Regions from separate parts of the Mus musculus genome. Here all the other regions are linked to region 1. Evidence: chromatin contacts called from public ChIA-PET, HiChIP or PLAC-seq and Micro-C data. All regions are on one chromosome and are shown on one strand. The core of a region is the stretch at or near the end of the contact, and the rest is flanking DNA. Distances in the headings are between cores, read along the strand shown. Region 1 holds the start of Atxn7l3 (ataxin 7-like 3). Region 2 holds the start of Map3k14 (mitogen-activated protein kinase kinase kinase 14). Region 3 holds the start of Plcd3 (phospholipase C, delta 3). Region 4 holds the start of Fmnl1 (formin-like 1). Region 5 holds the start of Rnd2 (Rho family GTPase 2). Region 6 holds the start of Hexim2 (hexamethylene bis-acetamide inducible 2). Region 7 holds the start of Brca1 (breast cancer 1, early onset).

Region 1 (3,935 bases), core at 1,264-3,763:
AACCTGTATGATCTTCTAGCCTGCTCATATCCTGCTGCTGACTGCCCCACATCTCTCTATGTTCTAGCCAGCCCTTAGCCTAACCAATATTGTGTCTATCTGCCTCTGTCTCTCTCTCTCTATCCTGCCACTATGTACTGAGACAGAAAGTGACTCTGACCAGGCTGGCCTCGAACTCAGAAATCCGCCTGCCTCTGCCTCCTGAGTGCTGGGATTAAAGGTATATGCCACCACGCCCGTAGGGATTTTCAATTATTTTCCTTCATGTCTTCCTACCCCGGGAGACAGTGACTCCCCGAGGAAGCACATCTTTGTCTCTCAGCATCTGGATTGTGCCGTTAACTTTCTTTCCTTCTTTCATTCATTTCATTTTTTTTTTTTTTTTTTTTTGGTTTTTCGACACAGGGTTTCTCTGTGTTGCCCTGGCTGTCCTGGAACTCACTCTGTAGACCAGGCTAGCCTCAAACTCAGAAATTCACTTGCTTCTGCTTCCCAAATGCTGGAATTAAAGGCATGCGCCACCACTGCCCAGCAACATTTTTTTCTTAATGTTAAGTTTTTAATGGCAGTGAAGACATTATAAAGAATCATTTAAAAAGAGAAGGAAAACTGAAATAACAGCCAGCGCTGGAAAGATGGCTCAGCCTTAAGAGGCTCACAACTAAAAGGACAAGCGTTTTGTTCCCAACACCCACAGCAGTCTCTCAAGTTAAAAAAAAAAAAAAAAAAAAGACAAAGTAACAATTGGTATGTCATCCAGTACTGTAATCCCCGCACTGGGGAGGCTGAGGCAGGATGGGCTACAAAATAAGACCATGTGTCAATGGAGTGAAAACAAAAGACAATACAAGATTACCAGACACCTAAGAGTCTCTCCTATGCCATGTTAGCTTCGGTTGTTTCTGAGACAGGGTTTCACTATGTAGCCCCGGAAGTATTTATGTAGATTAGGCTGGCCTCAACTCACAGAGATCCTCCTGCCTCTCTCTACCTCTCTCTGTTGTGGTAAAAGGAGTGGCTAGGCATAAACTTAATTGTTAAGTCTTTCCTATGAAATAGGTACTATCATTATGTCCTCTGGTAATGGACAAAAGAGGCGTAAGAAGGTCTTTTGCCTGGTCCACCAAGTTAAATTCAGAACTAACGTGTGGTCTTATCCGCTTCGAAATATCTACCAAGAACCTCCATACATGTTTGCTGAAGAGCGAAGAACCAAAGATGGTCTCAAAGTACGTGATTCCAGAGTTTAATTTTATCTGAAGCTAGAGGCCTGGCACGCAAAAGTCTCGAGGCTGTAGACACGGCCACGTACATGTGAGCGCAGATCTAAACACCTTGGGTGGCTGAGAAAAGGACCTTTCCTCCCGAAGCTAAAGAGGCGAGAGATGGAGGGTAAGGCCACTCCCAGCGGAGCAGCTTTTAGTGTAGGCAGAGTCTGGCCAGTGCTAAGCAGTCTGTCTGAGAGGTGGAGGGTCCAGCGTGGGCTCCGGAAGCAGGAAAGGCGAGCAGGTGTGGGATCTAAATTAGGATAAGGGCGGGAGCGCGCTCGACTCAGAAGGGCGCAGCTTGCACTCCGCAGTGAACCTTCTCCCTTGGGTTCTTTTCGGTTCGGAGGCCTGGGGTGGCTGGTGACCCACTCCGAAACCCAGAGAACGAATGCAGACCAGCCCCTTTTAAGGTTGTTCCTTCCTGAGCGCCTAACTGCACCCCATTTCAAGCCCAGACTCTTCACACAACTGACTGTATGCCTCGCGGTCAAAGTGGGGGAGCGACCGGGGAGCAGAGCAGGGAACCCCGCGGGAAGGGCGGGGATGCCTGGGCCGGAAGGCGTCCCAGGCTCGGCTGGGAGCCGGCGCTCTCTTTCGACGCCACCCCGTTGCCTCCGCCCCCGAGCCGGCCGGGACGGCACCAAGTCTCCGCCCCTGGCGCACCGCGCACCTCACCTTGAACGCTGCCCCACCCACCTCGAGCCTATTGGGCCTCCCGGGCCGAGGACACTCCGCGATTGGCCGGACTCGTCTACGGAGGCCCCACCCATCTCCCCGCCCCAGGTCCCGTCCGCCGGTACTTTGGACGGCGGCGTGGCGCCCCTCCTCCCCTCCCGGTCCCCGCCCCCTGGAGCAAATGCTGCCGAGCTGCGGCCGCGGGGCAGATGCACGCGCTCGGGCCCTTCTAGCAGGCGCGAGCAGTCGCTGGGCGCGCGAAAGCGAAAGGAGGAAGAGGAAGGGAGGGCGAGGGCGGGGTGTTGAGGAGGGGCGGGAGGAGGAAGAGGAGGAGGTTGGAGCGCGCTCGCGCCTGGCCTCGCGCCCGCGCCGAGGGAGGGGGGAGAGGGGCGCGCGCGCGCACGCTCGCGTCCTCGCTCGCTCCATCCATCCATCCTCCGGTCGCGGCACGCGCGCGCGCTCCGGGCTCGCGCCGCACCCCCCGCCCGGGAGAGGCGGGCTGGAGTGGGGGGCGGGGGGAGGGGCGCGCGGACGGCGCGCGGACTGCGCGCGGGCGGGGTGAGGTGAGGAGGAGGAGGCGGCGACGGGACGAGAAGGGAGGGGAAGGGGCCATGGCCGCCCGGTGAGGCGGCGAGGCGGGGGGGCAGCCCGACCCCCCGGCCCCGGGCCCCGGGCCCCGGGGAGAGGCGAGGACGGACCGACGGACATGGGGCTCCGGAGCAGCCGCCGTCGCCGCCGCCGCCGGAGGACGCGGCCCTGAGAGGCCGCCGGGCCCCGGCGCGGCCCCCCGGGCGGGGTGAGTACAGAACAGGGACGGGGGAGGGGCCTGCGGGGGGCGGGGGGCGGGGCCCGAGGCGGGGCTTGGGCCCCCTCCCCCCAGGTCTGGGTCAGCGCCCCTTCCCCTCCCCCAGGGCCGACGCGGAAACGCCCGGCTTTCCCCGGCTTCCCGGCCGGGCCGGGGCCCCCCGGTCTCCCCCTGGCTGGGTCCTCCTTGGGCGGGGCAGGGCCGGCCGGGGAGGGGGCGCGGGGCCTTTGTTAGGGAGCCAGGCCCCAGCCCCCGGGACAATAGAGACACCCTCCCGGAATCCTCTCCCCGGCCCGTCCGGGATCTGGGCAGGCGGCGACCTAGTGGGGTCGGGACGCGTCCCACTCTGCTTACTCTCTGGGGGTCGGTCTGTCCCGGCCCGCCGCCGGCCTATGGGCGGCTCGGCTCTCCTCCCCCCAGTCGGTATGATGCAGCAGCAGTGCCGCAAGGACGGGAGAAGAGCCGCGACACGGCCTGCTCCCCTTCCCAGTGCCCCTGGCTCATTTGTCAGTCCCCACCCCACTCGAGGCCGGCAGCTTCTTAAACTCGTACCCACTCTTCAGTGGGGCCCCGAACTGTGGGCACTGTTTCTGAATCCTACGGTGGGGTTTTTGGACTTTGGGGCTCTTGGAGAGACTTCCGGGCTGGTCCTGAGGGAGGGAGGGTGCGATCTAAAAGAACAGGTAAGGGGAGTGCCCACTCGCGTGCGTACCACGGGGCTCTCCTCTGCTCACGTTCTTGGTGGCTGGAAATGCCCTTTGCCTGTAGGCTTCTCTGGGCTCTGTTCCTCTCGTAGAGTGGCAGGCTTATTTTAAGAGAAGACAGAGTGGGGTGAAGGTTGTAGGGTGTTAGGGCCATTCCTACTTCTGGTAGCAGTACCCCCCCAAGTGGACATCCTGGCTGAAAGCAGAGGTGACTATGACAGCCCTTAGGGAAACGGGGGTTGTCTTGAGGAGTCTGTGCAGTTCTTTGCCACACCCTGTGGGTTTGCTTTGAGGCCTTAGAGTTCCTTCTCCTCCCCCTGCTGCATTGCACCATGGGTATCAAAGAGGGGTTTGAGTTTTGGGTACCTGGGATGAGCTGCTGCCTCCTATAGACCTAGAGTCTGATTGGCAAGGCAGTACAGTTCAGGGCCTGAGCTTAGGCCTGGGAAGGACTAGGCCACCTCTGGTTCTCAGGCCCTGAAG
Region 2 (4,017 bases), core at 73-2,572, 970 kb before region 1:
TCTCTCAGGTTCTCATCTAGTTGGCTTTGTTTCCACATAGAAGTCAGGCTATGCAGCTCAGACTAGCTTCAAACTTGTCATCCTCCTGCCTCAGCCTCCTGAATGCAGGCCAGGTTGTGGGGTTTCCACATTGTCTAAATGAATGGCCTTTCTCGGTGTCCAACAACAGATGTCGGCTTGAACTTGTCTCCAGAAAGAAGCTAGGTCTGCAAAGTGGTCACAAGCAGACAGTGGTCTGGCCCTGGCTCAAACCTTTCCAGACAGGCCGTTCCTTATTTCTCAAACCAGCCAAGAATATGGCTGCCACTCCCACCATACCACCAGTCCCTGCATCTGCAGTTAGGATTCCTTGCAGAGTCTCTAAGGTCGCAGCGCATCTTTTATTCTGGAAACATTTTTTTAAAAAACACATATTTGTAATTTCTTATTACCAGTAAACAGAAGCTTGTGGTACAGTAGGAAGCCCATTAGCAAAGTTAGAAAAGAAAAAAAAAATCCATAAATTCCCTACACTCTTTCCCGGCCCCATAAAAAGGGCACTGTAGAGAGCACGTTTTCAAAGACCAAGTCTTCCTGACTCTGTAGTTTAGAATGGATCCCGTGCTCAGCACACACACCATGAAGCTTCTCGGGGTGGAAGGAGACTGTACCACATCTGCACACTCCCTTAGAGCGTTTCAACACCCGGTCTGTCCTACATAGGCCTTTGGCTCCCCACACTTCTCGAGGGTAGGCAGAGCAACCTCATCTCCACACACTTTACAGAACCGGGCTCACTCTACGTGCTCCATAAAAATGTTTCTGGCCCCACCAGGCCCCCACGAAGCAGCCTCGCCCTCAAGCAGAAAGCAGAGAAACCCAAGACCTCAGAGCGAGAGCGCCCCGCCGTCTCCAAGGTAACCAAAGCCGAAGCCGGGAATGCCCACGCATGCGTACAGTCGCCCTTCCTTCCCGTAACCTCAAAAAGAATGCAGCCCGTAAGATTTGCCAGAAGGCGAGAGCGCATGTGTAGTTCAACCAACACCCTGGCCTCCTTCGCCTACAGACCGCCCATCCACCCAGCCTTCGGCGCTGGATACCCTGGCCGGAAACAGTGCCCATTTTGGGGAGGCCTCGCTAGCCAATCGCTGCTGAGGAGTGGCCGGCAGGCCGACCGGATCAAGGCGTTTTATTGGCTAACTTATAGGAATGGGTGGGATCAAGGGTCGCGGTGCGGCCAAAGAAAGGAGGCGGGAAGCTAGCAAAGTCGCAGCCACGGGGGGAGGCGTGGCCCGGGGCGGGGATAGGCACGGGGGCGTGGTCGAGGAGGGGCAGCAGGGGCCCGGAGCGATCGCTGGCCAGCGAAGCGCCACACTCGCTTGTTTGAGGACAACGGCGCTCCGCCGGTAGGTGACTGGGCAGAACCCCGAGTCCTAAAGCGGGACGCCGAGGGAGCGGGCGGGGAAGGGGCGCCTCCCAGGCGGGGACTGGGTTGCAGCCGGGCTGTCCACGAGGGATGGCTGGGAGGGGTGGCCGGGTGACTACGGTCTAACCCGCTCGCACGCTCAGCGCCATCAGCGCCACGCTCGAAACGCCGTGCTCGCCTAGAACCTCCAGGCCGCGCACCCACGGGTCACACGCTTGCCCGGAACGCGCGCGGGTACTGTCTGCTTCCCTTTCCCCAACATCCGTGCCATCGAGTTCAGCCGCCCTACTGGCAGACCTGGCTCCTAAGTGTCCCCCAAGAGAAGGTGATCGCTCCACTGCCCTAGCAGTGACATGAGCAGCCTTTCCCTTTGAACTGCTTGGGATCACTTGTTCTGAGAGGATCACTGCTCTGGGCACTCAGTAGAGCAATGCTAGTCGCTGATGGTGCTGTCCTCCCTCCTCGATGGTCCTTACCCTTCTCTAATTCTGTGTTCTACTCGGAACTTTTGGAATCTGTTTATATGTACTAGTCCCGTCCTGGAAGCTCTTCCCGGCTCTGGCAACTTTCAGCCACCTGTCACCAAGTGAAAAGAAACATTTGTCTGAGGCAGAGATTCCCACCTGCTTTGGAACCTCATCATGTTCATTAACTTCAGACCTCCCCCCCTCCACTCCCCACCCCCCAGTTGAGATTAAAAGATGGCTGACAGCCCTAAAGGATGGATAGGGGTGTGCATGGGCTGTCAAGTGGATGAGTGGAGAAAAGTTTCAAATATCAGTGTCTTAATGACATGTTGTTGTTGTTGTTGTTGTTGTTAATTGGAGACAATGAACACTAATGACTGGATTAAGGGCGCTAAAAGAATGAACTGAACGAGGAGTGGCACCATGACCAGTGGACTTCGGAACACTGGCGAGTATCTAGAAACATAGTCTCTCTGAAAGATTAGAGGATTGTTTCCTAACTTCAGTTCTGCAGGGTTTTGCTTAGTAACTTTCCCATTTAGTGGTAGGTGTGGTCAGATGCATAGACTGTTGTCCAGTTGGTAAGCGAAGTACCTGAACCAGGTGTGAGGGATGATATGCCTCGTCTGTGGCCTCAGAGCCATGAGTGAGGGTGAGTTCTCCAGATCCCTGAATAAGAACAGCATAACCTAACTTTGATAGAGAAAGGGGGGGGGGTTGGGGTGATCTTTTTGCTGTTAATGTGAGAGGATGCTTTGAAGACTCTTGACTTGCTTATGATGTATGTGTGTATTTCCTCTTGTATTTAAAGTGATGTCAAAGGCAATTCCTTTGGATGGATGCCAGCTTTATGAGTTTTTCAGACGCCCTTAAGACATCTTGAAAACTAGGCATGGTGGCACACACCTGTAATCCATCACTGGGAGGCTGGGACAAGGAGGATTTGTTGTGACTTTGAAGCCTGTCAGGGCTTCATAGCAAGGCCCTGTCTCAGAGCACCAGAGAGGAAAAAGAAAGAAAGAAGACATCCTGATTTATTTGGAAGAGTGTGATAAATTTCTCAGAACAGCTCATAATAATAGTTAGTATGTCTGACTTTAATTTTAGAAATAAGTGCCCAGCTGTACATACCCAGAAATACATACCAGAAGTTTGTGAAATCAAATAGTACTACGTGATCAGGCTTCAGGCTTCAGGTCATTTTCGGATTGTTTTTGGGGTGGATGGAGCAGTTCTGAAGGTTGTTGGTTTTTTTGTTTTGTTTTGTTTTGTTTTGTTTTGTTTTGTTTGCCTCTGGTGTCTGTTAGAGTTTGTGGGAGTGGCACCACAGACAGAGACTCTGCCAAATGAACCTTTATCTCAAAAAAAAAAAAAAAAACCTGCCTGGTTTTGCCATTCATTCTTGGCAGATAGGAGTGTGGTTCCTCATTTTGGTTCCCCTGATGAACACAGATTCCTTTGTGATCGGCTCGGGCTGGAGAGGACAGGGCTCGCCCTGATTGGTTGCTCCACCCCAGACAACTGTTGTGAGATTTTTGGTGAGTTCTAGGGTCCATTCTGAGCTAGGGGCTGGGAGGAGATCGGTCGGATGTAAAACGGATAAAAGCTCAGATCTACGCTTGTTCCTTTAGGCCATCCCCCCCCCCCCTTGTCTTAAGAGTTTGCCTGTGAAGTCACTTTTAGTTTCTTTTTTTTTTAATTTTGTATTTATCTATTTATTTTTAACTTCTTGTCTCAGTGGACAGCACATGGGCTTCTTACAGGTGCTTCTCCCCCGGGAAGACCTGATTGGCTTGACAGATTTTTCCCCCCAAGAAGAAAAAAGAAAACTGAAAACTGAATTCAGACCCAGTAGCAGGTCAGCTCGCTGCACATGCAGACAGACAGACAGACAGACGGCTCCTCCGATAGCACCCATCGGCTAGATGCTTTTTTTTTCTTTTTTTCCTGGCAAAAGGTTAAAATGCAACTAAAATTCTGCTTTCGTGATTAATAAGTCACTACCGCAGTTGTGTGTGATGCTTCCTGTTTGCCCCGTTTTAGCATTTCAGTTAAACTGGAGACCTCTGAGCACCCTGGGCACTTCTGGTGGCACCATCGTGAGGTGGGTGGGGAGAAGGGTGGGCTTGGAGAGTTGGATAAGTC
Region 3 (3,986 bases), core at 1,360-3,859, 810 kb before region 1:
AAAAAAAATCAATGGATAGAAAACATGGAAGCACATCCCTGGAAGACTGAGGGGCAAGCCACCCTTAGGGACAGAGCACCACAGCCCTCACTACCTTCTGTGCCACCAGCTTCATCTCAGAGATGTAGGCAGACATGGCTTCCTCCCTGCTCATCTTGCCTGTTCCAGGCATCCCTAGGAGGCAGAGGTCCATGAGAAGTCTGGGTGACAGATGAGGCATTTGTACCCTGCAGGAGGGGAGCTCACCACTTGTAACGTCCAATGGGGTCCCAGAACCCAGGCCGGGGGACCAGGCAGGGCCCCATGGTAGCCTGCTTGTAGTAGCTGTAGAATCGCAGCATCTCTTCATAGGAGGGGCGGTAAGAGCCTGAGCAGAGGGTTGGGAAGGGGAGGGTACCTCATCAGCCCCAGGTCCAAAAGGGAGGAGGCTGCACCTTGGAAGGGCAAAGGTGGCCCCGGATTTCACTCATAGCATCTAAGACAGGAAGCAGAGGGGACCCCACCACAGCCTAGGGAGGAACTTGTTTGTCAACATTTGCAGGGTACAGGCCCAGTTTCATCTCATCTCGGGGTCGGAGCCCAACCATCGTGAACCCTAAAATGCTGATCTGTACAGGCTCACCATTCTTAGGCAGGTTCTGAATGACGCTGACTGCTGCCTGGAACTGTTTTTGACAGTCGGGCTCTTCCTTCTCGGTACCCATGCTGCTTCGAGCTCTGGAGCCCTACTTTGAAGCGACTCTGCAAGAGTGAGTGTCAATGTGACCAGGCTTCATGGTCCACGGTGGCATCCTAAGTAAGCCACCGGACCGGTTCCCAGAGGGGCAAACTTAGTCCTAAGAACGGATCGCTATCCCAGGAGGCCAGAAGTTGAGCTGAGAAGGCTCCTTCTCCTACCTCAAGGCAGCGCCAATGAGGCCAGGGTGGCGAGGACCACCAACTTGGCCATGAGTGGGAGGGGAGGCAGGTGGCAAGGGTCTCAGAGCCACGTACGTCCCCGGATGCACCTCTCTAGACACCCATTTCCAATTCCTGAACAGGCGAATCAGCGAACGAGGAGGAGTCAGGATGGGACGAACAGCCTTCAACCCTGGCTCCCCGCGCCCCAGCCTCTCACTCACCCCTAGGCGCCCACTGCCAGGACACCAGGGTCCTCTTCTCATCACTCACCAGAGGCTTCCGATTGACCTCTTGTTCCAGAGGGGCAGGGATAGGGCGGGATACAGAGCTAGGAGAAAAGCCAACCAGAGGCACCGTTTCGTATTGGTCTTTTATACCCTAACCAGTAAGGAAGGCTCTTTCAAGATTATGCAAATAATGCTATCCTGCCTCGCCCAGCCAGGCGGGGCTAATTTATGGGTGGCACTCCGCACCGCGCGACAGCCCGAGGCGGGCTGCAGCGCCTCCCGGTGGACACACTGATGGTCGCAGAGTCCTCGCGCCCCCTGGTGGAAACCCACGGGAGTGGGTTGATTGATGCGGGCTCCGCCTGTCCGAGGCACCTCGACTCAGCTCTTGGAACACGTCTACGCTGGCAATAGAGGAGAGTCCTGGAGCCCGGCGTTCCGCAGAAAGGACACTGGAGCTGAGTTTTGGAAAAAGTAAGAGTGAACCAGAAAAATAACAACAAAAAAAAGGAACACTCCTGGAAGGAATCAAGAGATCAAGCAGAGGCGAAGGTTTGACAAATAGTAAGCAAATTTAAGATCGCAGTGGTGATGGGGACTTAAGCTAGTATGAAGAATTGTCGGGACTTGGATAAATGAGGAAAGAATACAGCGGGACAAGTAGATGGAGATTCTAGGACCCGAAACTCGCTACTTTTAGCGTGGGAAGCCTGGCTGTAGGTCGCGTCCAAGTGACAATATTCGACCAGCTCGCTGCCCCTATCCAAAGCTCGTGCTTGAAAGCCACATGCACACTCCACCCTTTCGCATTCACAAGGGTACGTCTAACACTACACCGGCACCCGTACAAGGAGGTTTTCCTTGGCTGACGTCATCAACACCTTGGCAGAGTGTTGTGCAGATCCCTTGACCAAGGATGGAGTGTCGCTCTGGGGTACCAAGCTTCTGGAACTCTAAACTTAGTCTCATCTTAGTCTTCAGATCGGTTGGCCGCAAGGCATCCACCTTTGAGGACTGGCTATTGGCCCCGAGCCCGGAGATTAATTCATGACGTCACTGCCCGAGCCTCTCGTCCCCATTCCTGCGCAGCTCTGCTTCAGAATTCTATGGGTTTCCTCCGTACTAGGACCCTGTGGCCCGGGACGATCTCCTATAGATCTGTCCCTTGTCTGGCTCCCTAAGGGACCCGGCTAAGGTGGATGGACTAGGGTCCTGAGTTCCCAGAAAAAATGTGTCTGCGCCGGAGGACAAACCTATCCCTCCGGGAAATTCAATTCCCTTCAACAGGGACTCTGGCCAATGGTAGAAAGGAGATCCGGGGACCTCTAAGGAAATGGAAAGACCGACTCACTAGTAGGGGCGAACGCGTAGACACCAGGGCGCGCAGCTCCAGGCCTGGGGTCCCGCAGGCGCCTCGCACCGCCTAAGTTCGGCCTCGCTCCGCCCACCTCCACCTCGTCCCTCCCTCTCTCCCTCCTCCCGAGGTCTCCTCCTCCTGACTCCTAGGGCGCCGCTAAGTTTCTTAGCTCCGGACCGCGCCGCGGGCTGTGTTCCCGTTGCCCGGTTCTCACGCACAGATCCCGGGCCTGGCCCTGGGCCCTTCGAGACCATGCTGTGCGGTGGCTGGAAAAGGAGTCGCCGCTCGCCGGAGGAATCCCGGGTGTCCGCCCAGGTCGCAGCGCCCCTCGCGTTCCCGCCCTCGCCCGCGTCGTCGGACAGCAGCACCAAAAGGCCTGGGCTACGGGCACTGAAGAAGATGGGTCAGTGACACACAAGGATGGGTCCGGGTGGGCGCGCACTGTCTCTAGGGACAACCTGGACGGAGCGGGGTGTACGGGCCACCTGGTTTGCCAGGGTGCTTGGAATTGGGGAGGATCTGACCAGGAGCACCAGCACTGTTCCAGTTGGGGTTCACACCTGGGGTCATCAGACTTCCAGGCTGTTTTAGAAGGCTTGGATGCCCCCGGTGCATTCTCACCGGGAGGCGCTCGCGGGGCCGTGCTGGGGTGAGAATTTGGGACTCGGGGCATGGATAGGGTTGCTGGAGAGTGAGGAGAATGGACTGAGAGATAAAGCTTGGAGTTAGGTTGGGGATGTAGCTCAATCGGTAGAGCTCTTAGCTCTGGGTTAGATCCCCAGTATCACAACGACTTACTGTTGTTAATCTCCCAGCACTGGCGAGGTGTCAGTAGGAGGATCAGGAGTTCAAGGTCATTCTCTGCTACAAAGTAAAGTGTGTGTGTGTGTGTGTGTGTGTGTGTGTATGAGTCTGGGGTCTATGAGACTCTGTTTCAAAAAAAAAAAAAAAAATACAATGCCAGGCAGTGGTGGCGCGCGCCTTTAATCCCAGCACTCGGGAGGCAGAGGCACGCGCACGCGGAGGTACGTACATTCATCTCCCAAGTGCTACTTGAGGTCTGTGGGCATCTTACAGCACCTGCTGTTCTTGATCCTGAGGGGCTGTTTACAGATGGCCTCTGCGAGATTCTAGACACCCAAGCCAGCCCTGTAACCCTCAGGTCTTCTCTGCCAGCAGTAACAAAGCCCTGGCAAGACCCGGGGCAATGGTGCGAAACAGTCCAGCTTCCTATTTCAGAGGTGAGAGGGAAGTCACTAGTCTTCAAGGAGCCCTCGAGTCGGCTCAATACCGCTGTGGTTTGCAGGTGTGGTGCTAAGCTCACCTTCCTGAGGTAGGTGTCCTGCACCCCATTTCACAGAGGAGGAAACTGACTCAGACATCAAAGAATCTAGTCGGGGCCACTCAGACTGTGTGCCATCCCAACCTACACGCTCAGAGTCTCGGCAAAATGGGACTCCCTGGGCTTGAACAAGGAGCATTTTATAAACTGTGAAGTGCAG
Region 4 (3,842 bases), core at 467-2,966, 870 kb before region 1:
TCAGCTCTGCTGAGCTTGGCCAAGGCCTGGATCTGAGGAAGAGGGAGTTAGGGGCAGGTGGAGAGACAGGGAAGTCCAAAGCTAGCCTAGTGTGAAATGTCCCTCAGAGTCCCTATTTGTCCCCAAGTTGAGCACTTGTGCCTTCACAAGGAGAGACCCCGCCCCATCTCAGAGGTCCCCCCAAGCTCCTCCTCTCCTTCCGAAGCCAGGATTCTCAGGAACTGTTGCCCCTTTGAGACCATGCAAAGGATCTAGCAAGTCAGGCCTACTGACTCGCTCGCTTGCCAGAGAGAGGAAATGCTATCCAGGAGGTGTGGAGGACAGAGGGTCAGCACTTCTTTGCATCCAGAGTGAGCCTCCTCTGGACTCCCATCCTCAGACCTGCAACATCAGCCTACTGAGACTGGAAAATGCCTCTAGGAAACAGCCCAGCCTTCCCCACTGTCACCCGGTGTCCAGCCAGGGATGCCTAACAGGGATGCCACTGGGCAGCCACCTACAGAAGACAGCAGGAAAGAGTGCTGGGGTGAAGAGGAGGAAGTGAAAAAGACTGGCCTTTCCCCTCCCCTACTTCTGCCTCCCAATGCCTGCACAGCCCACCCTATCAGAAACACTTTGAACCACTTAACTCCATGCTCAGAGTTGATGAGTTGATGGCTCCCTCCCAGAGGCCCAGACTTCAGCTGCTACTCCATCCTAACCCACCCTTGCCTGCCCCAGTTTCCCAAGCAAGTGACAGCCAAGAGGGAGGGGAGCCTTCCAGATTTCTGTTCCACTCCAAGCCAGAATGACCAGCCTATCCTGGCCCCACCCTTCCTAAGCTTACTCCTTTCAGTGGTTGGGGGTGGTCCATGATGAGGGAATGACTGCAAACACCCATTCCGGGACATGGTGGGGGTGATAAATACAAGTGGAGGGTCTAAGAGTCCAACTCCTACGCCAGACACCAGAACAACCCAGGACTGAAGGCTCCACTAGGTCTACAGCTTCCAGAAGGTTAAATTATAACCCCTTTCCTCTTTGACCCTGAGACGCAGAAGGGCAAAGCGCTCCAGACTTGCACCCAGCCGCTGGGCCTGCGTGCAGTGGAAAAGTGGGCGCCAGCCCCCTCCCACCTGGGGCGCGTTTGGAACTCAACCTTATGAGACATTTTTGACACCTTTAGAACTAGGAGCATAGGAAGGGGGTCGATGGGGGGGTCTCTTAAGAAAGCTTCCTGGAGGGGGCTAAAGAAAGTTTCTTGGGGGGGGGGGTGCCAAGTCACTCTGAAAGATGACAGTGTTACTCCTACCCCTCTGGAGGGACAGCAGGTGGACCAGGGATCTCCAAGCCGCACCTGAGTCCCAAGAGGCGGGGACGCATGCGGAGCCCCTGTCATCCCTGGCTCCTGGTGCGCATCAGGTCACACTCACCAAGACCCGCGTGAACCTCTCCTCCAGCTCCCCGGCCGCCGGCATTGGTTGCTTGGGGACGGCTGGCTGCTTCGGGGGCGACGCGGTGGGGCCCGCGGGCTGTTCGGCGCTGCCAGCCGCGTTGCCCATGGTGGTCCCCACCCAGCCGGCCAGGCGCCTCCAGCCTCGGAGATCCAGTTTTCCCTGGGGGTCGCGGACTAGGCTCCGGGAGCCTGGAAGCGAAGGGCAGCGCTGTGTGGCGAGGCTTGGCTAGGTGGCTCTCGGCTCAGCGGCGTGCAGGGGCCGGGGCGCGGCGTCCCATCGCGGCGGCCCCGTCCGAGGGAGCGGGCGGCGACCGAGGCTCGGGGAGGAAGTAGGGTTGCAGGCGGCCGGGGCCAGAGGGCTGGGCCGGGGGCAGGAAGCTGCGGCGCGGGCTCCCCCCTCGGCGATTTTCGAACTTCTGCTGCCGCTCCCGGTGCGCGCAAACCGCAGTTCTCCGCCGCGCACCCGGCCCCAGGGGGGCGGGCTGCAGGGAGGGGGCGGGCGCGGGCGACGGCCGGGGGTCCTCCGCAGCCATGGCGCGCCGGCTGGGGGCTGCCGAGCAGTGCACCTGCGGCGGAGGGGGCGGCCGCCGATGCACCTGCCCGAGCCGGAGCCGACCCAGGCGAGGCCGAGAACACAGCGGCGCGCTCGCCCGGCGCCTCCGGGTCCTAGAACCGCAGCTCTCCACCCTAAGCCCGGCAGTAGGGGGGTCCCTAGGCCCGAGCCTGGAGGAGGCAGACCCCCGGGCGGAAGATTGTCCAACCAATCCGCGCGCGCCTTAGAAACCTAAGGTGGCGCTGAGGTGCGGTTGGTGGGCGTAATTGCTGCTGGGGGTCCCCCTTTGGGGTCCCCAACTAAGAAGATGGGAACCCCCTTCCAGGCCCCCCACCTCTGTGTCTCTCCTCCGTTGGGCCCAGAGATGATCTGAGGACCAGAGGGAATTATCTGCAAACAGGTTGGAGGACAATGACATAGGTCAATTGAGACCTGACCAGATGTGACTGTGCCAGCATCTTCAGCAGTTTTAGACTGGGGGCACTCGTGGAAAAATGAGGTTGGCGAACCTGGAGATCACTGTGGTGGTGCCAAGGAGAAGTAGGGCACTAAGAAGGGTTAAAGGCAGCTGCTAGGCTGGGGGAGGAACAGGCACCTCAGATGGGTGGAAAATCTTGACACTGTCACCATGAGGGACCTAGGCTGGCTGAAGAATGACAATCTTGGCTATCTGATAGTTACAGAAAGATTTCTGTGATAGTGACCAGCAAAGGTAGGTATGGATGTCCTTGTTTCTGTAACGGTAACAAGGGGCCTTTCCGTAGCTGTAGCAAGGGGTCTTGTCCAAGGCCACACAGATAATTAGGGCAGAAACGAGCCTCTCTGTTCATATCCAAAAATCTATAGCCTCGGACTCTTCTTATTTAGGGTAGGAGAGTGGAGAAGGGGTAGGCCTTCATAACCGGGGCTCGAACTCCATCCTGAATTAACACCTCTAATTCTCCCACTTAATCTGTGGGGCTCTTGAGTCAGCCCCTCCCTGTTCTGCCAGTCCATGGGGTGAGGTGCCCTACACTGAGGGAGCCTTGAACTTTCTCTGTGCCAGCCCAGGGGCTCTAAATGGCTACTCTAGGTCATTCCCACCTCTCTAGTTCATACTCAAAGCCACTGACAAAGGATTCAGCAGGAACTGGGAAATTAATTATCTAATTATGAGGAAAACCAGACACAAACCTGCACGCTCCCCAGCTTGACCTGATTAAAGCCTTCCTCCTGCCAAGTTCACCATCGCCCCTGTCACCATGGGAGAGATAGTCTCATTTCATGTCCTGAGCAAGGACTTCCAGGGTGGGTGGAAACAGGGTCTCCTGGAGCCTATAGGAAGGGTACCTGCCCTATGCCTACCTCCATCTTCCTTAGCCTTGACCTTGGGCCTTGCCTGAGATTAGTAGTTGAGAGATTTTTGTTTATTTATTAAAGACTGTACTTCCTGATTCTTCCATAGCTGTCTCTTTCAATTCATCAACAAATGTTTCCTTCGAGCCCCAGCTGTGTGCCCAGCTGTCTGCTTACTGATGGGGCTTCTGGGACTCTTAAGGTGTCCCTAACCTTGGACACAGCCTAGCAAGGAACGGATTCAGAAGCTGGGAGGGAGGGTATCTGCATTGAAGTACTTGTGGGGTCAGTGCCCATGCCTCCTCTGCCCATCACTGCTACTTTGAGGGACACCGAGAAGCCAGAAATTGGGCCTCTACTGCAGTAATTGCCAGCCTGCATCCTCATTGCCAATTGCCTCCCACCCAAAACCTGGTGGAAATAAAGCTAAACTGAAAAGGGCCTATCATGTGGGAAATTATCATATTAACAACCCTACATCCTCCCTCCTGCTGACTAGGAACGTGAGTTACCAAGGAG
Region 5 (3,800 bases), core at 837-3,336, 830 kb after region 1:
AGCTCAGAGACAGACTTGCAGGTGAAAGGCAAGGAGGCTGGAGCAGAGGGATGACAACTTCAGCCACTACTGTTACTCCCTCCTCTGGGTTCATGCCCTTCACGCCTACTCTCCTTTGTAGTTTCCCCAGACTCCCACCTTCTTGAGGACACTGTCCAGTGTTTCTGGCCGGCTAATGTCAAAGCAGATAAGCACAGCATCAGAATCCGGGTAGGCCAGAGGCCGGACATTGTCATAGTAAGAGGAACCTGGAAGAAAGAAAGAAGGCAAACAGATAAGGCAATCTGAGGGGGCAGCTGGCCTGGAAGCGGGTAAGGGACTCAAGTGACCCTGGTCAAGGGATAAAAAGCAAATACCCGTCACAAAGTGTGTCTCAAGAGTAGGCAGAGGGGCTGGTGAGATGGCTCAGTGGGTAAGAGCACCCGACTGCTCTTCCTTCCGAAGGTCTGAAGTTCAAATCCCAGCAACCACATGGTGGCTCACAGCCATCTGTAATGAAATCTGACTCCCTCTTCTGGAGGGTCTGAGGACAGCTACAGTGTACTTACATGTAATAAATAAATAAATGAATAAATAAAACTTAAAAAAAAAAAAAAAAAAGAGTAGGCAGAGAGGAGCAGAAGCAGTGGGAAATGGCTTATGGGTTCCTCTGATCTCACACTGATAATCTGTAATCTTCTGGAGTTTGGAAGCCCTTTAAGAATCTCAGAAAATCTACCACCATTCTGACAAATTTTGTGCGTGCTTTCTGGGCTTTGATGACACATCTTCTAAAGTCCTCCAGGGAACGGAGTAAAAATAAAAACCCTTCCCATGAGGTTGGAGCAAGGACAGGGAGCCAGTGCTCCTGTTCTCCTGGGACTCTAGTTCAGTCTAGAGGAAGAAAAAAAAAAAAAAAAAAAACTACTTTCCACCACCTTCCCCCACCCCAGTAATTCTAAATAGCTTTCCTAAACCCAGTCCTATTTCCTAAGAAACATGTTCCAAAATAAATCATTTCTTTCCAAGTTCCTTGGGTAAGCAGAACCCAGCTGCAGGGCCGATATTAGACTTCCTACGTGGTTTCTGTCAGGCCTAAGAAACTCTGCCTCAGTTTCCCTGGCTCAAAAGAGAAACTGATGTTCTGCTCTAAAACTGGATGGATGTCTGAGCTGACCTGGAATCTCAGGTTCTGGCCAAGGGAGGGGCTAGAGGAAGGGACCTTGGCCGCCGTCAGGGTGACCCCGAGGGACTTGGCTACCTGAAGTATCCCACATGTTGAGCTCAATGCGGCGCTTGTCGATCTCGAAGCTGGCAGTGTAGTTCTCAAACACCGTGGGGACATAACTCTGCAGACACGGATGGGTCAAAATGAGAGAGAGCTGCTCTCCAGTACTCACTCACCCTGACAACTGCCCTCCTCCCTCGACACCCGGTCCAGCTCAGTCCCTAGACAGAAGTTGGTCTGAGGCTGGGCTAAGGGAAGATCCGGGGAGCTACTGCCTCCACCTCCTAGCTAGACTCTCAGATAACCCCCCTTCCCGGGTCCCTTTAGCCCCTAGTTTTTTCTCTCTCGGATGCCCGGGACCTCAGTCATTCTCCCGGAGCGCCCTTCCGGATCCTCTGATGCTCCTAAGCCCCATCCATTTCACCGCGTTCCTTGATTCCTTCCACTCCAATCCTCTGCAGTCCTTTCAGACCCCCCAACGCCTCCTTCCCTTCCTCTGAGCCTCTTTCTCTCCTCCCTGGTTACCCTGGTACCGGTTTCCAGCGGCCCCCGGGGCCCCTATAACCCACTCCCCGCAGCCTCGGTGCCCCTCTCTCCAGACGCCAATTCCTCACCCCGGGGTAGGCGTCCTTGGCGAACACCTGCAGCAACGCTGTCTTGCCGCACTCCGCGTCCCCCACCACTACGATCTTGCAGCGGCCACTCTGCCCCTCCATGGTCCCGGCTACGCGCCGGCCCCCCACGCCGCCCCCCTCCCGGGCACAGCCGCCGCTTCTGCCGCCTCCTCCCCCGCCGCTGCAGCTGCAGCCTCTCGGGCCGCCGACACCGGCATCTCGCGGGCCCGCGCCGAGCCCCCGCCCGGGGCTGCGGGCCCCCTCCGCCCCGCCCCTAGCCCGCGGGCCGCACCTCTGGCCCCGCCTCCCACCCGCACAGCCGAGGGGCGGGGTTCGGGACGGGGCGGGGCCTGGGAGGAGGGGAGGGGGACCCGAGTTAGACTCTAGCGCGCAGCTGTGACCCCAGGAGCGCCTGAGGGTTTGTGGCCAGCGAGCCCCGTTTATTTGAGTTCCTCGGGCATGGAGGCTGGGCTGACCGAGGGCGAAGTTCTGAAGGGTCAGCTGCGAAGCTCCATACACGGGCGCAAGGCCTGAGCCTTCTGTGTGCCCACGCGTGCACGCAGGTGTGCTAGTGCGGCGGACACGCGCGGCGGCAGCAATCTATTTCCCGAACACAGGGGGGCGTGAGATGTTAGGAAAGGGAGGATTTTTGATTTTTGTCTCCCTCCTCCACTCTCGGGTCCAGACAGAGCTTAGGGAAATGGAAGTACGGACCTTAGCACTCCCACCCTACATTAGTGACATCATAGCTTTCTATCTCCATAACGACGGGTGGCGGGATCTAGGCCTGTGACCAACCTAGAAGCATGGACTAAGTTCCTCTAGCCAAGTACTGAGTGGAAAGTTTTAGGGGAGCTTTTGCGTCCTCTGGTGGATGTTTTGGTAGAAAGAGCAAAGGGAAGGCTAAGGAAGCTAGAATCCTTTGACAGCTAAGCTGGGCCAGAGCTAAGCCCCAAAGCCAATTTCAGCCTCATCTCAGACTAGCAATAAGCAAACCGCCATTTGCATGACATCTTTTGCCTAGAAGAGGATGGAGAAAGGGGCTTGGAGGGCTGTGATCGGGATGTAAAGTGAATGAATGAATGAATGAATGAACAAATAAATACACATACATACATACATGCATACATAAGTGAAAAAAATCCTTCTTTAGCCGGGCATGGTGCTGCACGCCTTCAGTCTTAGCACTCATGAGGCAGAAGCAGGCAGATCTCCCTGAGTTTGAGGCCACTCTAGTCTATATAATGAGTTCCAGGTCAACCAGGTCTAAATAGAGAAATCCTGTCTCAAAACAAACAAAACTCTTCTTTAAGTCGAAGATGTTCATTTTAATGTTATCTCGTTTTGAATAACCGTGTAAAGGTAACTAAAGCACACAATCTCATCGCTGTTTTACAAAAAGTAAACAGACACACAGCATTAACACCCAAAACTGTTAAGTTTAAGTTAGAGATGTAACTCGGGAGTAGAGCTACATTCATGAGGCTCTGGGTTCTATCCTCAATTCCAACAAAAGGAAAAGAGAGTGTGAAAGAAAAGGGAGGTGGTGGCACATGTCATTTTAACCACAGAACTCCGGAGGCAGAGCCAGCCTTGTATTCATGGCACCTTCTAGGCTCCAGGCCAGACCTGGCTACATGGTGAGACCCTGTCTTAGAGGTTCTCATGCTTGTAGTTTGCCACTGCAAGAACATAGTGAGTAAGCCGGGCGTGGTGGAGCACACCTTTTATCCCAGCACTTGGGAGGCAGAGGCAGGCGGATTTCTGAGTTCGAGGCCAGCCTGGTCTACAAAGTGAGTTCCAGGACAGCCAGGGCTACACAGAGAAACCCTGTCTCAAAAAACAAGCAAACAAAAGAACATAGTGAATAAAGTCTGCTTATTAGTAAACGGTAGAGTTCAACCTGAGGCACAATTTCACCGGAGTCTGATCCACAGGTGGCTAGATTATAAATTCAGATTTTAAATTATCCTTCAGAC
Region 6 (3,537 bases), core at 620-3,119, 840 kb before region 1:
ACACACACACAATGCCAGCACTCAGGAAGCAAAGGCAAGTATGTCTCTGAGTTACAGGCCAGCCTGGTCTACAAATCGAGTTTCACGGCAGCCAGGGCTGTTACACAGAGAAACGCTGTCAAAAAAACAAAAACAAAAACAAAACCCAGCAAACAACAATAACAGCAAAGGCCTGGGGTGTAGCTCCATGATAAAGCACTTTTCTAGCATTGGCAAGGCCCTGGGTTCAATTCCTAGCATTGTGAAATCAACAACAACAACAACAACAACAACAATAACAACAGAAACCAACTCTCTGATGTTTGGCTCTCTGCTATTTTGGAAGTGTGGTGATGGATAAGGGCCACCGAGAGCCAGCATGGGCTGGGACTCTGTGGGTTCCTGCTGTCAGCCCACATACTAAGTTGCCATTTACTGAGGACTTAGGCGCTTTCTCCCTCTCCTCTGAGGTTTTCCTGCCCTGCCTGTCAACCTGTACACCGAAATCTCTTGTCTTGACTCATTCTTGGTTCTCAGCCCGGAAAAAATAAATTTTTTTTTAAGTGCAAAATCTCTAACCAAGTTATTTGTCCTTGAGGTCACTTGTCATTGAGAGACAAGGTACTGTTATCAGAAGACCCTAAATGTAAGGTGGAATTTTGTTCCTCACAGGCTGCCTGATTCTGGAAAAGGTAGTGCAGCTCTCCAACCTCAGCTTCTGTCCACTGGAAATAACATCTACCTTGAAGGGCTTTTAGGAATTCATGAGCCATCATTGAATCACATTCTGGCCTACTTCCCAGAGCACAGTACAGACTCATTTAAAACACTGGCTTTCTAGCTGGGTGTGGTGGTGCAGGCTGTAATTTTAGCCCTTGGAAGGCTGAAGAAGAACGTTGTTGCAAGTTCGAGGCCAGCTGGGGATACACAGAAAGACACCCCCCCCCACCTCCCCCCTCAAGGTCTCAAACAAACGAAAATAAAATAAAATACTGGTTTTCTAAATCTACCAACCAACCAACAAGACAAAACAACAAAAGCCCTAGGATTTCAGCTATCTGACCCCACGTTTAGGGCTTTCAGGTGGCTGGGAGGGTGGGTACTTACCTTGGCCTCCTCCAGAGCAGCTGGTGACGCTGTGTTGCAGTTGGTATGGTTCACAGTGGCCATCTTCTCCTACTCTTGCAGCAGATGATGTCTTTAACTACTGTCACCTGCTTTGAACAACAACAGAAACCTAAGTCCTTAGGCAGAAGCTGGTTGGTCAGGAATTGTTTTGTCACAGCAGCAGCAGCCATTTTGTGGCCCCAGACCTGCATGGCCTTCACTTTCAAGTGAAGACTCGGAAGGCTGTTTCCATACTCTAGTCTTCACATTGCTAGCCAGCAAGGGACCAAGTGGGAGAGCAGAGGCCCTGGGCCTCTGCTCTCCTAATAAGTAAAGACAGGCTGGCAGTTAGGAGGGTAGGCCTGAGCTCTGTCACCCAGAAAGGACACTGCTTGGGGGATGCTGTGGAGAGGGTGGGTCTGTAGCTCCTGGAAGCCCCTATCTTGACCACCTTCAATCTCTCTAGGTTGGGACCTGGTCAGAGCCTATGGTTGAAGTCTTTTTGTCTACAGGGCCTGGACGGCTTCTCTCCTGTCTCAAGGAACGGGGAGCTAAAGGGAAGAAGTCTTCAAACTACATGCAGCTGACAGAAAGAAGAAGAAAAAAAATTCAATGGGAGTAAAAATGGAGTTCTTGGAGGAGGGAAAAGTCCTGGCAGGGAGATTTAACGAAGGTGGGACTGACCTATTTGCTGTCAAGGGCTTAGTGTACACCACTACCTCTGTGTGTCTTTCTGTGCGACCGCCTGTCCATGAGAGTCTCAACGCCTCTGCCCTATCTCTTGCTGCAGTAGCAGCAGCTCTGGCCAAGCCGCTAAAGCCCTAAGATGGGGGGGGGGGGAGGTGGAGGGGCGAAGAGGACAGCCTGGCAGCGCAATGGCTGCTGGGGGTTGTAGTTCTTCCACCCTAGGAAAGCTGCCCAGGATACTTTCAAGCTCCCATTACGTCAACAACCATGCCCAGGAACGCCAAAAAAAAAAAAAAAAAAAAAAAAAAAAAAAAAAAAAAAAAAAAAAACCTATTTGCCTTTGCGTGAACGTCCCGCGCTCACCGATCTCTTCTTTGATTGGGTCGCTTGTCTGCCAGTCTCCCGACTTTTGTCAACAACTAGCTGTGCGGAAGCACAACTGGACCCGCCCTGTCAGAGCTCAATTAAAGAGTTCATTGATGGCGTTAGGCTTTACCAGGGAGAAATAGAGATCCGGTCGCGGGGGCGGGGCTTGCGCGCGGAGGGATTCCCTAGCCTTGAGGAAGGCGACGAGCAGCTCGGGGGCCGCCGCCGCCGCCGCCATTTTGGGCTGGGAGGAGGCAGCGGAGGGACTCGCTGCGCAGTGAGAGCACCCCATGGGGGGTGGTCCGGGCGCGGGGAGAGGCCGGGCCGAGTGGGCTGCCTGAAGTGGCGGCGCCGGGAGACGGCGGGGAGTTGGGTCGGGGGCTGGGAAGGGTGAAGGTTGGCGTCTCCCCGGCCGAGCCCAGTCCTCAAACCGTCCCGGCAGCCTCTCCGCCTCGCCTTTGAGAGCGGCCTTTTGGGGTAATTACCGCGTATTTCCCGGGATCCCAGCAGAGGAGAGGCCAGTAAGACGGCTTCCCCTCTGCTGTGCTTCCACCGGGACGTGATCCTGAGGCCGAGGTCTGCCCAAGGCCTCTCGTCACCCCCATTCATCCCGGGTATGGCGGCCAGGCCCGGCGTAGCCGGACCCCCATCTGAAGGACGAGGTGGGCGCGACGCCAGTTGGAGACCCTGGCTCGCAGGGACGGGCCGAGGTTGCAACTCTGGCCGCATGCCCTGAGCAGTGCTAGTGAGCTGGAGGCTCCGAGGTTGCCCGGCCGGATTGCACCCGCCTCCCCACCCCCATACACCGTGTCCATCCCACTTCTCAGGGCTGCGAAAAGCAACAACCCTCTAACTTCTATAACAGCCACCAACTCCCCCTGGGACCAACTAGATCTGGGCACGTGGAAAGCTCGAGCTTAGCGCTTGGAAATTTCTGAGCTCTCTTGCCCTCAAGATTTCTCCCATCGAGCCCCGACTCTCCCAATGGCCTGACCTCGAACGTCAGCATCCGCTTTTGGAAACTCCTGAAGTGTGTCGCCCCACTTCAAAATTTCACGCCAAAGGGATGGGGTTATGCCCTTTGAAGGGTTGGGGGAAAGAAAATAATTTCAGTCACTACAGTCCAGTAATAGAAACGGAGTGGCCCATTTCGGGTACTTCAAAAACATCTGCTTGCATTTTGAAATCTGAGCCGTAACTTAGGGGCGAAGAGGCTGTGCTACAAGGGCAAAGGGAGTTAATTCCGATGTGATTTTTTTTTTTTTTTTTTTTGTAAGCCTACACCATGTCCCATTTAAAGTCTTGTTCCACAAACTAAAAAGAGTATTTTCTGTGCCACTGTCTCATTGTTACTGAAGCCATCTCTTCTGTAGATGCAGAAAGTACTTAAGTAGAAAT
Region 7 (3,473 bases), core at 67-2,566, 740 kb after region 1:
TGGTTTCCCGGAACTCCATGTCCCCAGGACAGTGAGTGTCACCACCATCGAAGCCCTCTTTATGTTCTGGGGGGGATCGAGACCTTTTCTTAGCAGAAACTGGCCCTTCTAAGCCATGAACTGTCTCCCTCAGGCAGTATCCACCCCCCACTATCGATGACAACCCAAGCGACTCCCTCATCTGGTCACTGAAAAGACTGGCTGCCCCTGAACACGGAAAGTCACTCCTCTTTGCAAGATTTTCCCCTTGAACTTCCCCGAGCACTCTAAGAACGGCGTGCCCCTACTTCTAGGTAACAGTGGTAGCTTCCTTACCAGCTTTCCGCCCACGGGGGGCGCTTGCCAGTGGCCAGTGCAAGGACCGTTCGCGGCCAGCTCGCCTGCTATCCCTGCGGGGTGAATCTAACATGGCGGACAGAGACCGGGCCTAGTCCCATGTTTCCCGGAGTTTTCCACAAGATGATTGGCTCTTTCTATCTGCCCCTCAAAATAACCTCTCTACCGATTGGTCAGTGCTGCGTTGGCAAGGGAGGGACAGAAGCTCTCTGAACCGCATAACAATAACAAACACCCAGGCCGAGGGGCGGAACTAGCGCGCAGAAGTCAGCTGGTTGGATTTCCCTTTCCCAAGCCGATTGGCCACCCTCTGCTTTTCCCAGGTCACTGACATTGGCGGACTAGTTACCCGAGAATCGCGGGGCTGGACGGGAATTGTAGTCTTCCTGGAACCCACAGCTCCTTTTAGTCTATTTTCTGTGCACAAAACACGAACACAGAACGCTGCGATTCATAGCAGCTAAGACGCATAACTGCGAGGAGGTCTCCGCTGTACCGACTGGGTTCCTGTGGTACTCGTGCCTGCTTCCGGTGTGAGAAGCTCTTTTCCCGTAAGACTACACTTTCCAAGAGATGCTGTGGAGAAGGCCTTTCGTTCCGCAATGCATGCTGGAATTGGTAGTTCTTCTTACACAAGTCTCTTATTTACCGAAACTGGAGACTTCCATGGCAGGAAGGCTGAGGGAGGGATGAGACCTCGTTTTGCAACTGCTTTGGGCACTACCTTGCGCTCATATTCCGGCCTCAGGGAGCGATTCCCACCCTTTGTACAGAACTACTGTGACGTAATAAGCAGGCGTAGATGCGAAGGGGCTGCCTAAGAGAAACCTCGAAATTCTTTCTCTTCCGTCTCTTTCTAGTGACGACATACAGGAAAAAAAAAGACTAGGTAGCCAATCGCAAACCCAGAAACAGTTTCAGCACCCCCCCCCCCCAACTCGCTCCTCCCTTCCCTTCCGCTGACGTGTCTGGATCTTGTGTTCCGAAAGGCTAGCGCTAGGCGCCAAGCGGCCGGTTTCCTTGGCGACGGAGAGCGCGGGAATTTTAGATAGATTGTAATTGCGGCTGCGCGGCCGCTGCCCGTGCAGCCAGAGGATCCAGCACCTCTCTTGGGGCTTCTCCGTCCTCGGCGCTTGGAAGTACGGATCTTTTTTCTCGGAGAAAAGGTGAGACAGCCCTGAGGAACAGAAAGGGTACCCCGGAATACTCATATGAAAGGCAGGAAGCTGCTGGTGGAGACGGGTGTTTACTGATTAGGAAAGTACCTGGGGCGGAACCAAAGGGTCCCAGACGTTTTCAAACAGGACTCTTGGGAAGGGTGCAGTTTGTGCATTCCCGGGGGCAGCTGTGAGGAAGAGGGCAAAGGATCTACGAGGGGGAGTTCTGGCTGTAATCGTATCTTGAAGGTTGTATACGGATGCGGGCTAAAGGATGAGAGGAAAGGCGGGCAGAAGTGTGGCAGGGAAGAGGGGGGAAAAACGGAGTTTGTGGAGGGAAACTCCTGAAGAACTAGACCCGAGTACATTTCACAGAAGGTTCTAGAAGGGAAGTACATAAGGGAATGGCAATAGTAATGAATGCTGTTGGCAGAGAAGACGTGTTTAAAGAGAGCCTTAACAGGGAAACATCCAGAAGAGGTAGGGTGGAGACGCTTTAGCAGTTTTTAAGTGTTCCTTTTGGCGACTTTTAAAATAATATGTGTGCTTCTTTTTTGTTTGGTTGGTTAGCGTTTATGTTGGTGGTTTGGTTTGGTTTGGTTTTGGCTTTTGTGTAGCCTTGGCTGTCCTGGAACTAGCTCTATAGACCAGGCTGGCCTCGAATTCACAGAGATCCACCTGCCTCTGCCTCCTGAATGCTGGGTAGTTGATTAGTTTTGAGACAGAGTCTAGTCTCATTTATATTAGCTCTGGCTGGCTTGGAGCTGTGTATAATAGAACAGGCTGGTCTTAAACACTCCTCCACCTGCCCCTGTCTCTGGGGAGGAGGGGGTCAAAGATATCCACTACCATTCTCAGCTAGTTTTAGAGTTTGTGAGACAGGGCCTTCTGTAATTGGGTTGTGTAGCTCTAGGTGACCTTGAACTCTATCCTCCTGCCTGTACTTCCTGAATGCTGAAAGTACAGGTTGAAACAACCATATCTGATCTTTTGGCCTCCCCAAACTAGCCCAAAAAGACTGCTGAACTTCTGAGTCCAAGCCATCCTCCTCCTTCAACTTCTCCAGTCCCTGAAACTATAGGTATGACACCACTGGTTTTGATTCTAAGCAAGAAAAAGAACACCAGACTCTGGGGAAAGTTCATATATATATCACTTCTGTCCAGTCACTCCATTTTAGCTTTTTTTTTTTTCCTTGAAGAAAGGAAGTGACCCAAGGAAGGCTTTCATATCAAAGAGTAGAGAATTTAGATTGCTAGCTACAAAGAGCAACTGCTAAGAATTTTATTTATCTGTTGATTTATTGGTGTTTGTTTGTTTTGTTTTGAGACAGGGTTTTTCTATATAGCCCTGGCTGTTCTGGAACTCACTCTGTAGTCCAGGCTGTCCTGGAACTCAGAGATCTGCCTGCCTTTGACTCTCAGTGCTGTGATCAAGAATATGTGCCACCACTGCCTGGAGAAATTTTTATTTTTTAAAGATTCATTTTTCATTATCTTTAATTATGTGTATGTGTGTGCAGAGGTTCTGACCTGGATGTAGCGTTCCAGACATCTGACATGGGTGCTGGGAAGAGGCACATATTTTTAACCACTGAACCATCTCTCCAGACCCTGAGTTTTTTGTTTCTTAAGATTTATTTATTTATTTTATGTGAGTACATTGTTGCTGCCTTCAGATACACCAGAAGAGGGCATCTAAGCTCATTACAGATGGCTGTAAACCATCTTGGTTGCTGAGATTTGAACTCAGGACCTCAGGAAGAACAGTCAGTGCTCTTAACCGCTGAGTCATCTCTCCAGCCCCCGGGTTGGGTTTGTTTTTTGTTTTTGTTTTTGTTTTTTTTAATGTACTATATGTAAGTACACTGTAGTTGTCTTCAGACACCCCAGAAGAGGGCATCAGATCTCATTATGGATGGTTGTGAGCCATCATGTGGTTGCTGGGATTTGAACTCGGGACCTGTGGAAGAGTAGTCAG

What was found. Hi-C and Micro-C count contacts between places; a contact is called where the count stands out from the background. ChIA-PET counts read pairs in DNA pulled down with a chosen protein or histone mark. HiChIP or PLAC-seq counts read pairs in DNA pulled down with a chosen protein or histone mark.
Region 2: a contact with region 1 is called in an RNA polymerase II ChIA-PET map of memory CD8 T cells, with 17 read pairs. The contact joins the promoter of Map3k14 here to the promoter of Atxn7l3 in region 1. A contact is called at or near these places in 2 of 484 Hi-C or Micro-C datasets (CD8 T cells and Th1 cells), 4 of 115 datasets of contacts at active chromatin or transcription factors (memory CD8 T cells, microglia, pancreatic cancer cells and 1 more) and 1 of 9 other capture datasets (liver).
Region 3: a contact with region 1 is called in a FOXA1 HiChIP or PLAC-seq map of pancreatic cancer cells. The contact joins the promoter of Plcd3 here to the promoter of Atxn7l3 in region 1.
Region 4: a contact with region 1 is called in an RNA polymerase II ChIA-PET map of memory CD8 T cells, with 13 read pairs. The contact joins the promoter of Fmnl1 here to the promoter of Atxn7l3 in region 1. A contact is called at or near these places in 2 of 115 datasets of contacts at active chromatin or transcription factors (memory CD8 T cells and pancreatic cancer cells).
Region 5: a contact with region 1 is called in a Micro-C map of embryonic stem cells, with 4 times the contacts expected there. The contact joins the promoter of Rnd2 here to the promoter of Atxn7l3 in region 1. A contact is called at or near these places in 1 of 484 Hi-C or Micro-C datasets (embryonic stem cells), 1 of 115 datasets of contacts at active chromatin or transcription factors (bone marrow-derived macrophages) and 1 of 9 other capture datasets (adipose tissue).
Region 6: a contact with region 1 is called in an RNA polymerase II ChIA-PET map of memory CD8 T cells, with 22 read pairs. The contact joins the promoter of Hexim2 here to the promoter of Atxn7l3 in region 1. A contact is called at or near these places in 3 of 115 datasets of contacts at active chromatin or transcription factors (double positive thymocytes, memory CD8 T cells and pancreatic cancer cells).
Region 7: an RNA polymerase II ChIA-PET map of memory CD8 T cells shows a contact between it and region 1, with 13 read pairs. The contact joins the promoter of Brca1 here to the promoter of Atxn7l3 in region 1. A contact is called at or near these places in 2 of 39 promoter capture datasets (neural stem cells and pre-B cells), 2 of 484 Hi-C or Micro-C datasets (embryonic stem cells and muscle stem cells), 3 of 115 datasets of contacts at active chromatin or transcription factors (bone marrow-derived macrophages, memory CD8 T cells and pancreatic cancer cells) and 3 of 9 other capture datasets (adipose tissue, liver and pancreatic islet).

What each region holds. Positions count from the first base shown.
Region 1 is chr11:102,295,207-102,299,141 of GRCm38.p6, reverse strand. Atxn7l3 (ataxin 7-like 3) reads left to right here and starts at 2,513. Exons shown (of 13, transcript NM_001098837.1): 1 at 2,513-2,739. It overlaps Gm33851 (cyclin-dependent kinase 13-like), which reads right to left and starts at 2,753. Exons shown (of 2, transcript XM_030246466.1): 1 at 1,965-2,753; 2 at 1,225-1,518. The coding sequence starts at 2,377. The coding sequence ends at 1,446.
Region 2 is chr11:103,264,706-103,268,722 of GRCm38.p6, reverse strand. Map3k14 (mitogen-activated protein kinase kinase kinase 14) reads left to right here and starts at 1,322. Exons shown (of 16, transcript NM_016896.3): 1 at 1,322-1,385.
Region 3 is chr11:103,100,281-103,104,266 of GRCm38.p6, reverse strand. It overlaps Plcd3 (phospholipase C, delta 3), which reads left to right and starts at 2,609. Exons shown (of 15, transcript NM_152813.3): 1 at 2,609-2,887. The coding sequence starts at 2,737. Acbd4 (acyl-Coenzyme A binding domain containing 4) reads right to left here and starts at 2,579. Exons shown (of 11, transcript NM_025988.2): 1 at 2,479-2,579; 2 at 1,171-1,585; 3 at 623-741; 4 at 247-367; 5 at 161-174; 6 at 95-159. The coding sequence starts at 704.
Region 4 is chr11:103,169,012-103,172,853 of GRCm38.p6, reverse strand. It overlaps Fmnl1 (formin-like 1), which reads right to left and starts at 1,716. Exons shown (of 26, transcript NM_001077698.1): 1 at 1,413-1,716. The coding sequence starts at 1,541. Gm51919 (a long non-coding RNA gene) reads left to right here and starts at 2,278. Exons shown (of 3, transcript XR_003949776.1): 1 at 2,278-2,700; 2 at 3,823-3,842.
Region 5 is chr11:101,466,461-101,470,260 of GRCm38.p6, reverse strand. It overlaps Rnd2 (Rho family GTPase 2), which reads right to left and starts at 2,086. Exons shown (of 5, transcript NM_009708.2): 1 at 1,822-2,086; 2 at 1,241-1,328; 3 at 139-248. The coding sequence starts at 1,923.
Region 6 is chr11:103,131,691-103,135,227 of GRCm38.p6, reverse strand. Hexim2 (hexamethylene bis-acetamide inducible 2) reads right to left here and starts at 1,869. Exons shown (of 3, transcript NM_027658.2): 1 at 1,771-1,869; 2 at 1,087-1,193. The coding sequence starts at 1,149.
Region 7 is chr11:101,549,798-101,553,270 of GRCm38.p6, reverse strand. Brca1 (breast cancer 1, early onset) reads left to right here and starts at 1,316. Exons shown (of 23, transcript NM_009764.3): 1 at 1,316-1,502. It overlaps Nbr1 (NBR1, autophagy cargo receptor), which reads right to left and starts at 617. Exons shown (of 24, transcript NM_008676.3): 1 at 316-617.